2 separate regions of the Triticum aestivum genome follow, and region 1 is linked to region 2. The links are chromatin contacts, called in public Hi-C maps. All regions are on one chromosome and are shown on one strand. The core of a region is the stretch at or near the end of the contact, and the rest is flanking DNA. Distances in the headings are between cores, read along the strand shown. Region 1 holds the start of LOC123139148 (60S ribosomal protein L39). Region 2 holds the start of LOC123139144 (serine/threonine-protein kinase VPS15).

Region 1 (5,585 bases), core at 917-3,416, 280 kb before region 2:
CCTAGGCAAGCCCCAGCAGACAATGTACACCAGTAATTTCATCGCCGGAGACTGTCAGCAAAAGAGAGACAGTTTAACAGAGCAAAACCAGCTGAAAGAAACCCCCACACAACCCAACAGAAGTGCCGTGGATCAAGAAAGGTTAGCATCGCTTGAACACAGTAGCCTCAGAGCAATCTAAAGGAACTCAAAACAGGGGTACAGAGAAAGCAAATTCGCTGGACACAGCTCGGCTAAGCATGCACGAGCTCCTGCAGCGATGCGTAATCTTTCATTAATGAAGCCATGGCTTGTCTACTACACACACCAGAAGGCAGATGAAATAGTGGTGACTGATGATTCAAAAAAGAAGAGCTCAAGGTGAAAGGCGGTATTCTTTAACAGTCATAATTATCAACATACAGCCATAAACATAACTAAACAAAGCGAAGAACAGATGAATTGAAATACTTCAAGTGGTCATCGTCATTCAACACAGTACATATGATTAACAATCATGAACTGTCAAATGCACACACAAACAAATCAGGGATGCTTAACCCATGAAGAACACTATACCTATAAGCAGATGGATCAGTGATGATTCAACATAGCGCAAAGGCGACTGGGTATTCCAACATTGCACAATAACTAGGTAACCAGAAAACCTAAACAAAATCAGTTGGCTCAACGTATGCTCAGAAACCAGAACTCACAGAACCTCTGGCGATCCTCTAACGCTAGGAAGACCGTATTTAAGTTACTAGCGGTCATATTTTGGTCACCAGCCATAAGCTCCAGCTAAAATTGAAAATACATCAGCTCCTATAGGGGAAATGTAGTTCTTACCGACTAGACAGAGACATGGCTCTGAGGTACTCCTATCACTGTACATAATTAATCAGCAAAACTATAACTAATCCGTATGTCAATTTGTACAAGTCATAATACAGTACTAAAAACTGTGATTGAGTTGGTAACTGGCAAGTGAAGGCATGGTTAAACCAGAAGTGAACTCAAAACTATACTACGTGCCATGTGTCTGAAGCATGGATAAACTATCTGTGAACTCACAGCCATACTACATGTAAAAAGGGTTACAAAACATGACCCTGCTTATAAAAAGGGTTACTATCTGTGAAATCACGTCCCTCTTTCTCTACTAAGTGGGCTGCAACAACATATCTCCAGAAAAAAAACCACAGCTAACACAAACATCAACTAGATAGCATAACTAGCAGCCAGTTCACTACAATTACCATGCCCTTTGGCCATTACAATGACACAACACAAACAGACCTGCACAGAAATAAACAACAGCACAATACAGTAGACCATTTGAACCAAAATTAAGCCATGGAGACAAATTTAACAAGGGTGGCATATAGCAAAGGTTCTTTACTTGGCACAGCATGGTAACATGAGTACACCAGAGTACAAGCAATCCTCATGACATAGACGAAATTGATAACAGAGACAGCATCCTGGAATCACTTCCTAGCTTGCATAACAAACACTAAAACGTCCATAAAACAAAATGCAGATAAGTCTTGGAACCATGGCTCCCCCACGCGGCGGTCGGCAGGCACGGATCTAGAACCCGAGCTTGGTGCGGCGCCAGTGCCTGCGCTTCGCGTTGTACCTGAGCACGGCAGAGAAGCAATGGTGGGTCAGCTCACGGACGCCTGGGCTGGATCGAAGAGGGGCGGAAGGAGGAGGGACGGAGGCGGCCGTTACCTGATGGTGTTGTCGGTCCGCATGCGGATCCAGTAGGGGATGGGGCGGTTCTGGCGCTGCTTCTTGGCCAGCTTCTGCTTGATGCGGAAGGTCTTGTGGGACGGCTGCGCGGGGGCGAGAGACGAACGGGAAATCGGGTCAGCGGGAGGTTGGAACGGTAGAGGAGAGGGTGGGACTCCATGGAAAGAGGGGAGGAGAGCGTACCATCGTCGCGGCGGAGACGAAGACGCGGCAGCGGCTTCGGCGGCGGCGGCGGCGGCGGGAGCAAAACCCTAGGTCCGTGAAGTGCTGGAGTGGTGGGCAGTGGGGAATATATAGTCCGGACGAGTAGCGACCAAGGATGGGCTCGTTGGGCTAGGCCTTGTCTTTTGATCGGTATAGTCCTTTGGACGTTAGAGAAGCAAAGGAGCCCATGAGTAAATCCAACTGTGGCCCATATGTTCATTATATCCAAATGAATTGGACGGCTCTCTTTGCTCGAAATCACTAATTAAAGAACGACAAATCTATCCACTAGTCGACTGTAATTTTGCTTCAGATCCGCACGAGGTCAAAGACGTCAGATGCGCATCGTGCGGCGGAAGGTTCTCCTGGCAGTTACATGCAGGGCTAGTTGAGACCTGTGGCTTTGAGCGAGAAAAAAGAGTCGCTGACGTGGGATTCGATCCCACAACGCTGGCTTAAACATACAGCGCTGATAGCCATCTGTCTTTCTATTCGATTGTTGCCTGTTAGCTAGGAAAAGCCAAACTATTTGGCGTTGACTTTGTTACTGGTTAGCAACCACGTACAATTCCTTTTGAGTTTCCTAGCTTTTTCTAACGCCGGTAATTACAGATGCTCAAATCATTCATCGTTTAGCCTTTTGAAACTATACTCTGACTTGAAAAAAAATCACACTAATATCATTTAAGAGCATCTACAACAGGACTTACCGAAACCGGCACTCTATACGCCCGCAGGTGCGCCCAAGCTTGTCCGTGGATAGTGACCGGGTAGTCCTCAAATGGTTGCGTCCACAGCCGCATATCTCATATACAGCAAGCAAACGGGCATAATTCACATCTAAACATCACCAAAAGTTCAGCCGTCTGACAAATTCTAACTAGATTAGTAGTACAATCTAGATTATAGAAACGGATAGAGGATCGAGCTTCACCACTTCCTCGCCGATCCTTGGCCCTTTTGGTCGTCGACACTGATATAGGGGTCCGTGGCAGGAGGTGGGTCGTTGTCGGAACCGTCGTCATTGGAGGAAGAGGAAATGACGATGTCACCCTTCAAGCGTCTGACGACGCGGTCCTGCTTACGCTTGACTTTCGCCACCCTCGTCGCCTCCGCTGCCTCCCGCTTGGACTGCTCAATGCGGAGCCGGAGTGCCTTGCGTTTATCATCCGGAGCCGCCTGACGTCCTTCTCCGCCGTCGTAAGTGACCGATGGTACACCCACTGGAGGAGCCGCTCCTTCTCGCCGAGCACCGTCGGCATCCCACGACGGCGGCGGGAGGACTAAGTGTTGAACTTACATGAACCACAAACCTGATAACTTACATACAAACACCGTGGTAACTTACTGCAAGGGAAAATTGGTTGAAACATACCCTCGGACGGGTGTTGTTGTTGAAAACATACCCCTGATAACTTATGTGTGAAGAGCATGGTAATTTATGAATCACACACCTGATAACTTGCGTACAAATTGTAATAACTTTGGCGGGGTGGGGACGGGTTGTTGTAATATTCCCTTGATTACTTCTGTATAAATAGCATGGTAATTAATGCACCATAGATCTGATAACTTGGGTGCAACACGTTGATAACTTTTGACGCACAATAATATAGTTGAGGAAACATACCCCCGGAAATTTTTGTGCAAATTACATGGTAATTTATGCACCGCAGACCTGATAGCTTATGTACAAATACGGTGATAAGTTTGCCCCGGTAACTCATGTGTAAATAGCATGGTAATACATGCACAACTTAGTGATAACTTACATGCTCCAGGTGTGATAATTTTTGACTAGGAAGGTGGGTTGGATTTGTCTGAAAAACATCCTTCGGTAACTATGTGTGAATAGCTTGGTAATACACACACAACAGGGCTGGTAAGTTAGTTGGCCCATGTCTGACAACTTTTTGGCCGAAAAAAGCTATCGAAACCTACAAACATGAGATCTAGTTCCGAAGGTGTCGTCTCAACGAAATTTTTATGTGAAAATAATTTTTATATCGAAGTGAAAGTTTGAGTTACAAAACATTTCAACTTTTTTGAATTTCAGTGGAATCTTCCCTGACATTAGCATTTTTCGTCCTCTAAGGCATGCGTGAATATGCATGTGGAGAGAAGATCAAAGGAACCATTTTCTATGTCCCGATAATTCGTGTGTAAACAACAAAAATAACTTTCGTAGAACATGCATGGTAACTTTTTACTTGGAAAAAAGTCGTCGGTACATACCAACATGGGATCTAGTTCCGTAGATCTTGTCTCGACGAATCTTTTATGTGAAAACAGTTTTTTTGATCAGAGCGACGGTTTGAGATGTTGTGTATTCGCATCAGCCGCTTGCCTACTCCTGTGCTGGATCTCTCCAAGATGAAGATCTTCATCATGTACGCGCGTATGTACACCGATCGAGCATTTTGTTATCTAGTGTGTGCATACTTGTACACGTGGGAAGAAAGGTTAAAGATCATTTTTCATTCCCGGTATTTTCTATGAAAACAACTTGGTAACTTATGTGTCGCAGGCGTGATAACTTATGTAGTACATGCCTGGTAACTTTTTACCCGAAAAAAAGTTATCGAAACATACCAACATAGGATCTAGTTTTGAAGGTCTCGTCGCTACGAATTTTTTATAGGTTTTGACGAACTTTTTTTCCACAAAAAACCGGATGAAAAAAACGACGAAAAAACCGAACCGAGAAAACGGGTATTTTTCCCTTTCCGAAAGAGGTATGCCCGTGCCTCTGACAAGATCACAACTGTGCCTCTCGCGGAAGCAAAACCGCGCCTCTCGTGAAAAAAAGACAGAAAACGTGTTTTTTTCCTTTTCGAAAGAGGCACGCCCGTGCCTCTCGCGAAAGCACAACCTGTGCCTCTCGCGGAAGCAAAACCGTGCCTCTCACGAAAGAAAAAAAAACAGAAAACGCGTTTTTATCCTTTCCGAAAGAGGCACGCTCGTGCCTCTTGCGGAAGCAAAATCGTGCCTCTCGCGAAAGAAAAAAACAGAAAATAGGTTTTTTCCGTTTCCAAGAGGCACGGTCGTGCCTCTCGCGAAAGCACAACTGTGCCTCTCGCGAAAACAAAACCATGACTCTCGCAAAAAAATGAGTTTTTTTGCGCAAAAAAAATAGTTTTTTAAAAAAATTGGTCGAAAAGCTAGGGAAGACCGGTAGAAAACCAAAACATAAAAAACCCGGAAAAACGTTTAAAAAGCAGAAAACGCGTGTGCAAAAATAAAAATAAAAATCCGAAGGGATCGCCTAGAGAACGACACGTGGCGAATGGCTGAGAGCGCGCCAAGTGGCGCTGATCGTTGCGAGGCTCCCGAAGGAGTGCTAGTTAATTAGCTGCCCCCCTCTTTGCTATGTGTCCTTAAGTTTAAGTTGAAAATAAGCTCTCAGAAATATCTATTGTAACAAAGAATCTCAAAAGAATATTTTCTAAGAAAAGCCTTTTGGAGAGCTTTATTAATTGGATTGCATCACTTATAAGAATTAGCAAATGAAAGGTAGGGGGGATAGTGTCCCACAAACAAATCAATGTGATTTTTTGTAAAAATATGCATAGATAGCTAGTGTGCCATCCCCATTAATTTCCCTGTGGCAATGTTCAAGAATGATCTTTACATCGGAGGACAGA
Region 2 (5,191 bases), core at 647-3,146:
GAAAGCTGCCATCAGAGCTATTCAAGCAGCAGAGACTGAGAGCGTGCTCTCCCGGCTGCGTCTGGTGCGATCCTACATTTCCAAGGAGCAACTAGAAACACCCGCCTTGCAATTTTTTCAGGAGAACTTGCCCAACGTGTCAGTTGTACGGAACGAAGAGCAGGGTGAGCTTGAGTTGAAATGGAAAGACTGGGATGATCTCATAAATGGAGACCAGAGGGATGACAAGGTTTCGCGAGCTTCGATCACGTCATTGGCAACTGCTGCTGGTTTTCATTTCTCAGGAGATTCAGGTTCAAACGCTATCTACTTGTTGTTCATGTACTTTTATAGGCACCAAAGCAGCTTGACTCGACTGATCTTCTCACCTTATTATATGATGCGTGCAGTGCAGAAGAACTTCATCGAGAACAGTTTTGATTTTAACAACTTTGTAAGTATTTCTTTTGTACAGTGATGGTATGGGATGATTTTTCTGTACCCTTGACAACTCTTTATTTTTCTCTGATCCTTTGAAGAACTGGAGTGAGCTGCGCGAGAGCCAAACGATAGGAGCACCAGATTCTCTACAGACACCCGGGGTTTGTGTTTAACCCTCTTGACACGAAATGTTTGATCTTGAATCTCCTTCTGAGCTCACATATTGTGCTGTAACATAACCCTGAACAGGCCACGAGCAGTCGACTCTCTTTTGGCATGGCACCGAAATCAGTAAGACAACCCAAGAATGGCGAGATGCTCTTATCCGTGCACGGGTCACCTCTTGGAATGTACAAAGAGGAAAATCTGGCAGCTATTACCGGTACTTGCTCGCTCCTGACACCACAGCCATCTCTTACTGCTGTTGCTTCCTTTCTGACTAACGGGAAAACATGTTGCAGAATCTGGAAACGGGAGCGAAGAGCCGCTTCACGATGCCAGCGGCCATCAATAGTAGTAGTAGTAAGAATTCCACATGCTTAAGCCCCTCTTTTCCTTTGCACATCCACTAGCTCACGGCTAATCTTTCATGTCCATTGCAGGAGCTTAACCGGCCCTCGACATAAAAGGCTAGGAATTTGATGCTGCATCTTCTCTTCAGGCCGAAGCCGGGACACCAATCGAAGCTCCAACCACCAATTCGGTGTACTTGCAGCAGCATGTTGAGTCCCGGCGTCAGCTGAATAGTCCCCGACGAGTTGCAGTGTGTGTGTAGGTTATCATGTTTGATATAAGATCTTGTCATGTTTGATGTGTTGCAAGTGCAAGCGTCTGACTCGTGTTTTTGTTTGCCAAATCATACCATGGAGAACAATGGTGAATTAGTAGCATTTGCTTTGCCAATCGTAACTCGAGTATTTCACGCATGTGCATGTATCCCTATGATGTGCTACCTCCGTCCCGAATTAGTTGTCTTAGATACATCCGTATCTAGACAAGTAATGTGGGAAGGAGGTAATACAAAATACCTTGTGACAACTGCTTGGAAAAAGAAGATGTTTCAGTCAATTTTTTTCTGATTGAAATTCGACGGCTGACACTGCATCTTCCTCCTCCACCCGAGTCTTCTCCTCTAGTCGGGTTCTCCGCCCAACCCCCCTCCCTCTCCTCCCACGCCGCGTCGTCCCGTCTCCGGCGAGGTCCTGGCCGTGTCGCCGGGGACGACTCCTGCGAGGTCTTGGCCGTGTTGCCTCGAGGCACTACTCCCTGACAAATCTGAATACTTCTACACCATAGTACATTGTTTTTGAAAAAAAAGGAACAAATGTTTTTCAAAAAAAAAGTCGGTGCTAATGGTTTTGTAAACCGAACCGGGTTCCTTTCCCACCGGATCAGAGTCAGGCCAGTAGGCAGGGGGTTGGATTGGTTTCCGATGGAGAGCCCAACACGACACACCTCCGCGCCGCGGTCCAGCCTCCTTCTCTTCTCCCCCAATTCAACCGGCGTCCTCCCATCAGACCCCATCATCGATCGCCTCCGCCCCACGCCACGCACCTCCCCTCCCCTCCGCGGAACCCGCGCCCAGAAGCAAAACCCCACCGCGCCCCACCCCGGCTCCCGCCCCGGCGAGCCGAGCCGACCGAGCCCCTCCGCCGCGGCGGCGGGGACAGGAGAGGCAGAGGGGGCGCCGCCGCGGGGATGGGGAACAAGATCGCGCGGACGACGCAGGCGTCGGCGACGGAGTACTACCTGCACGACCTGCCCTCCACCTACAACCTCGTGCTGCTCGACCTCGTCAGCCGCGGCCGCTTCCTCAAGTCCGTCCTCTGCAAGCACGACGAGGGCCTCCTCCTCGTCAAGGTCTACTTCAAGCGCGCCGGGGAGCCCCTCGACCTCAAGGTAACCGCCGCATCCCCTTCCCCCTTCGGTTTGGGCGGCCGGGCGGTCCTGAGAAGATCTGCCTGTTGCCTCGCAGGACCATGAGCGGAGGCTGGAGCGGATCCGGAGGGCGTTCCAGGGGCTCGAGGGCTCCCACGTCTGGCCCTTCCAGGTCAGGCCTCGCTCTTCTGTTTGTTTCGCCTGTACATTACCAACGATTACTAATCGGCGCTGTTTATGTGTGCGTTATTCTGTGACATTTAGTGTGGTTTAGCGAATTTCTATGACATGTGTATTATTATCTCTGTTTGCTTCTGGTTGCAATTTATAGTGTGTTTCATTCAGCGGAGGCAGCAAGGTTGGGTCTGGGTGTATAGTTAATTGCTTGTAGTCTTTTGCTTCCTTGGTGTACTGTCATTTTAAGGCTAGATTTAGAGTAAATTGCTTTCAGGATTTGCTTGCTTGTTATACTATATTTTGTTAGGGGTTTCTTCTTTCTGGATTATTATGAATCTACCTGAGTATGCTCACTTGCTTGGATGTTTCCTCACAACATGATACATGGATGAATGAACATTGACATATTGCATTGCCTCTCAATGTGTAGAGAGTGCCTTTGTTGCGCAGACATGTTTCTCTCTCCCTTGGTTCACATGCTGACAGGACTTTGAATGTTTTCTCAGGTTTGGTTTCAGACGGACAAGGCAGCATATCTCCTGAGGCAGTACTCCTACAGCAATCTGCATGATAGACTTAGTACACGCCCTTTCCTCAGTCAAATTGAGAAGAAATGGCTTGCTTTTCAGGTGCGCCCTTTATTTCTTTTTTGTCCATGCTGTCGGATGGTCATTAGTAGTTGTTACAAAGGTGAAAGAGTCGATCATGTGGGAGACTTCTATAGGAAGTTGTACAACCTCTTTGCTAAGTGTAGCCTTAAACTAGTGGCACATGTAAGAGTCGTTCTTCATTCCTTTCCTTTCCAGATATGGTTGTCGACTTAGCTCAATTTGGTTGTGCAGTTAATCCATGCTGTGGAGCAGAGCCATAGTAAGGGAGTTTGCCATGGTGAGAAGGTTTTCTCTTAAGTTATATGAGCAGTAGTGTTTTTCTTTCATTTGTATTTACACTGCTGTTCTCCTAAAAATATATATTTACGCTGCTGTTTATGTTAGGTGACATAAAATGTGAGAATGTACTGGTGACCTCATGGAACTGGCTATACCTCACGGACTTTGCGTCTTTTAAACCAACTTACATCCCGGATGATGATCCGTCTGATTTTTCGTTCTTCTTTGACACTGGAGGAAGGCGAAGATGCTATCTTGCACCTGAAGTTAGTCCCTTCACCTAAATTATATTCAAAACTTCAATGCTCTTTTATCCACTTTATCTCAGTTTGCTTGCTACCATTGGTGTAACAATTGTTACATGCTACTAGTAGTTTGTTAATAGATGCTCTTCACTGAAATGCTTGCTCTCACTGCATCTCCATCATTCAAACGAGGGTACAATAGGAAAAGCCTGCAATTAATAGATGTTTTAGATAAGAGCACAAGCTTTGTAATGAGAAACTGAAGCAAAACAATGGGGACCTCTAATATGAAATAGACGGAGTACAAGAATATATCAGTAGAAAGGCCTGTATAACTTCTACAGCACCACCCGAAGCAACTGGGTTCACAAAAGCATGATAAGATATCACTTCTGATTGACAAACTATATAAATGATCCAAAAACATTTATACCAGGCCAATTCAGACAGTTTAGCAAATCTATAGTACATACAAAATAGCAGCTCCCGGCATGAACTTACAAGTTCTGCTGAACACCAAGAATAAGAAAGAAGCATACCACAACATCCATTCACAATGTCCAGCTGTAATGTGATGCACTTTTATGCTATATATCTTTGTTAGCTTATAACTTCTTTTTGATGGCACATTTTTATTTGTACTGTGAAATAAACTAAACTCCATTTTTTCTCCAGAGATTCCACGAACATGGTGCTGAGTCCCAAGTTTCCTCAGATGCACCTCTGAAACCATCTATGGACATATTCTCTCTCGGGTATGCAGTGTTGTCTTGTGGAACATCTTTGTTAATTTGATCGGGAGTTGTGTTCTTCCATTGGGATATGTGTACTTTCCATTTTGCATGTTAATGATAGATTACTGATCACTATCGTTTGCTTGAACATGTTAATTTGATCATATGTGATGTATTGTCCTTTGACCTCTTTATGTGACAAAAGGGGGATTTTCTTATCAGACGAAATCTGATGGTTATTGGAAGATTACAATCGACCTGTTGTGTCAGCCATACATGATGTATGTTGCTGCAATGCATTGTATCTTCCTCTGTTTTCGAGTCGTTCGACTAGTCGCGACTAGTCGACGACTAGTCGATGAATCGCTGCTCCAGGTTCGACTCAAACTCTCGACTCGACTCCTGGCATGAGTCGAGCGACTCGAGCGACTAGTCTCGACTAGTCACGACTAGTCGCTCTTTCTGGGTCGAGCGACTCACTTAAATTGAGCCCAACTGTTATATGGGCCGGCCCATCTCCCCTGGAAACCTAGATCGATCATCCCCAACCCCCTCCCCCGATCGAACCCTCTCCAGCCGCCACCCCTGGTTGCCCCTGCTGCTGTTCTGCTCCTCCCCTCCTATGGTGTGCTCCTCCCCTCCTCCCCTGCTACTGTGCTCCTCCCCTCCCCTGGTTGTTGTTCCTGCTGTTCTGCTCCTCCCCTCCTCCCCTGGTTGATGTGGCTGCTGGTGTGCCCCTCCCCTTGTTGCTGCTGCTGCTGTTGAGCACTTGTGCTCCTCCCCTGGCTGCTGCTTAACTCAGGTCGACTCGTCGCCATGTCGACTCATCGACCATGAGTCTAGACTA

Evidence for each region. Hi-C and Micro-C count contacts between places; a contact is called where the count stands out from the background.
Region 1: a Hi-C map of leaf shows a contact between it and region 2, with 5 times the contacts expected there. The contact joins the promoter of LOC123139148 here to the promoter of LOC123139144 in region 2. A contact is called at or near these places in 3 of 5 Hi-C or Micro-C datasets (all in leaf).

The regions. Positions count from the first base shown.
Region 1 is chr6B:676,581,174-676,586,758 of IWGSC CS RefSeq v2.1, reverse strand. It overlaps LOC123139148 (60S ribosomal protein L39), which reads right to left and starts at 2,166. Exons shown (of 3, transcript XM_044558948.1): 1 at 1,921-2,166; 2 at 1,717-1,820; 3 at 1,363-1,621. The coding sequence starts at 1,923. The coding sequence ends at 1,573.
Region 2 is chr6B:676,301,397-676,306,587 of IWGSC CS RefSeq v2.1, reverse strand. LOC123139144 (serine/threonine-protein kinase VPS15) reads left to right here and starts at 1,896. Exons shown (of 12, transcript XM_044558944.1): 1 at 1,896-2,319; 2 at 2,396-2,470; 3 at 2,982-3,104; 4 at 3,318-3,363; 5 at 3,471-3,631; 6 at 4,286-4,365. The coding sequence starts at 2,119. LOC123134814 reads left to right here. Exons shown (of 7, transcript XM_044553984.1): 2 at 1-293; 3 at 390-433; 4 at 519-581; 5 at 670-802; 6 at 882-942; 7 at 1,023-1,488. The coding sequence ends at 934.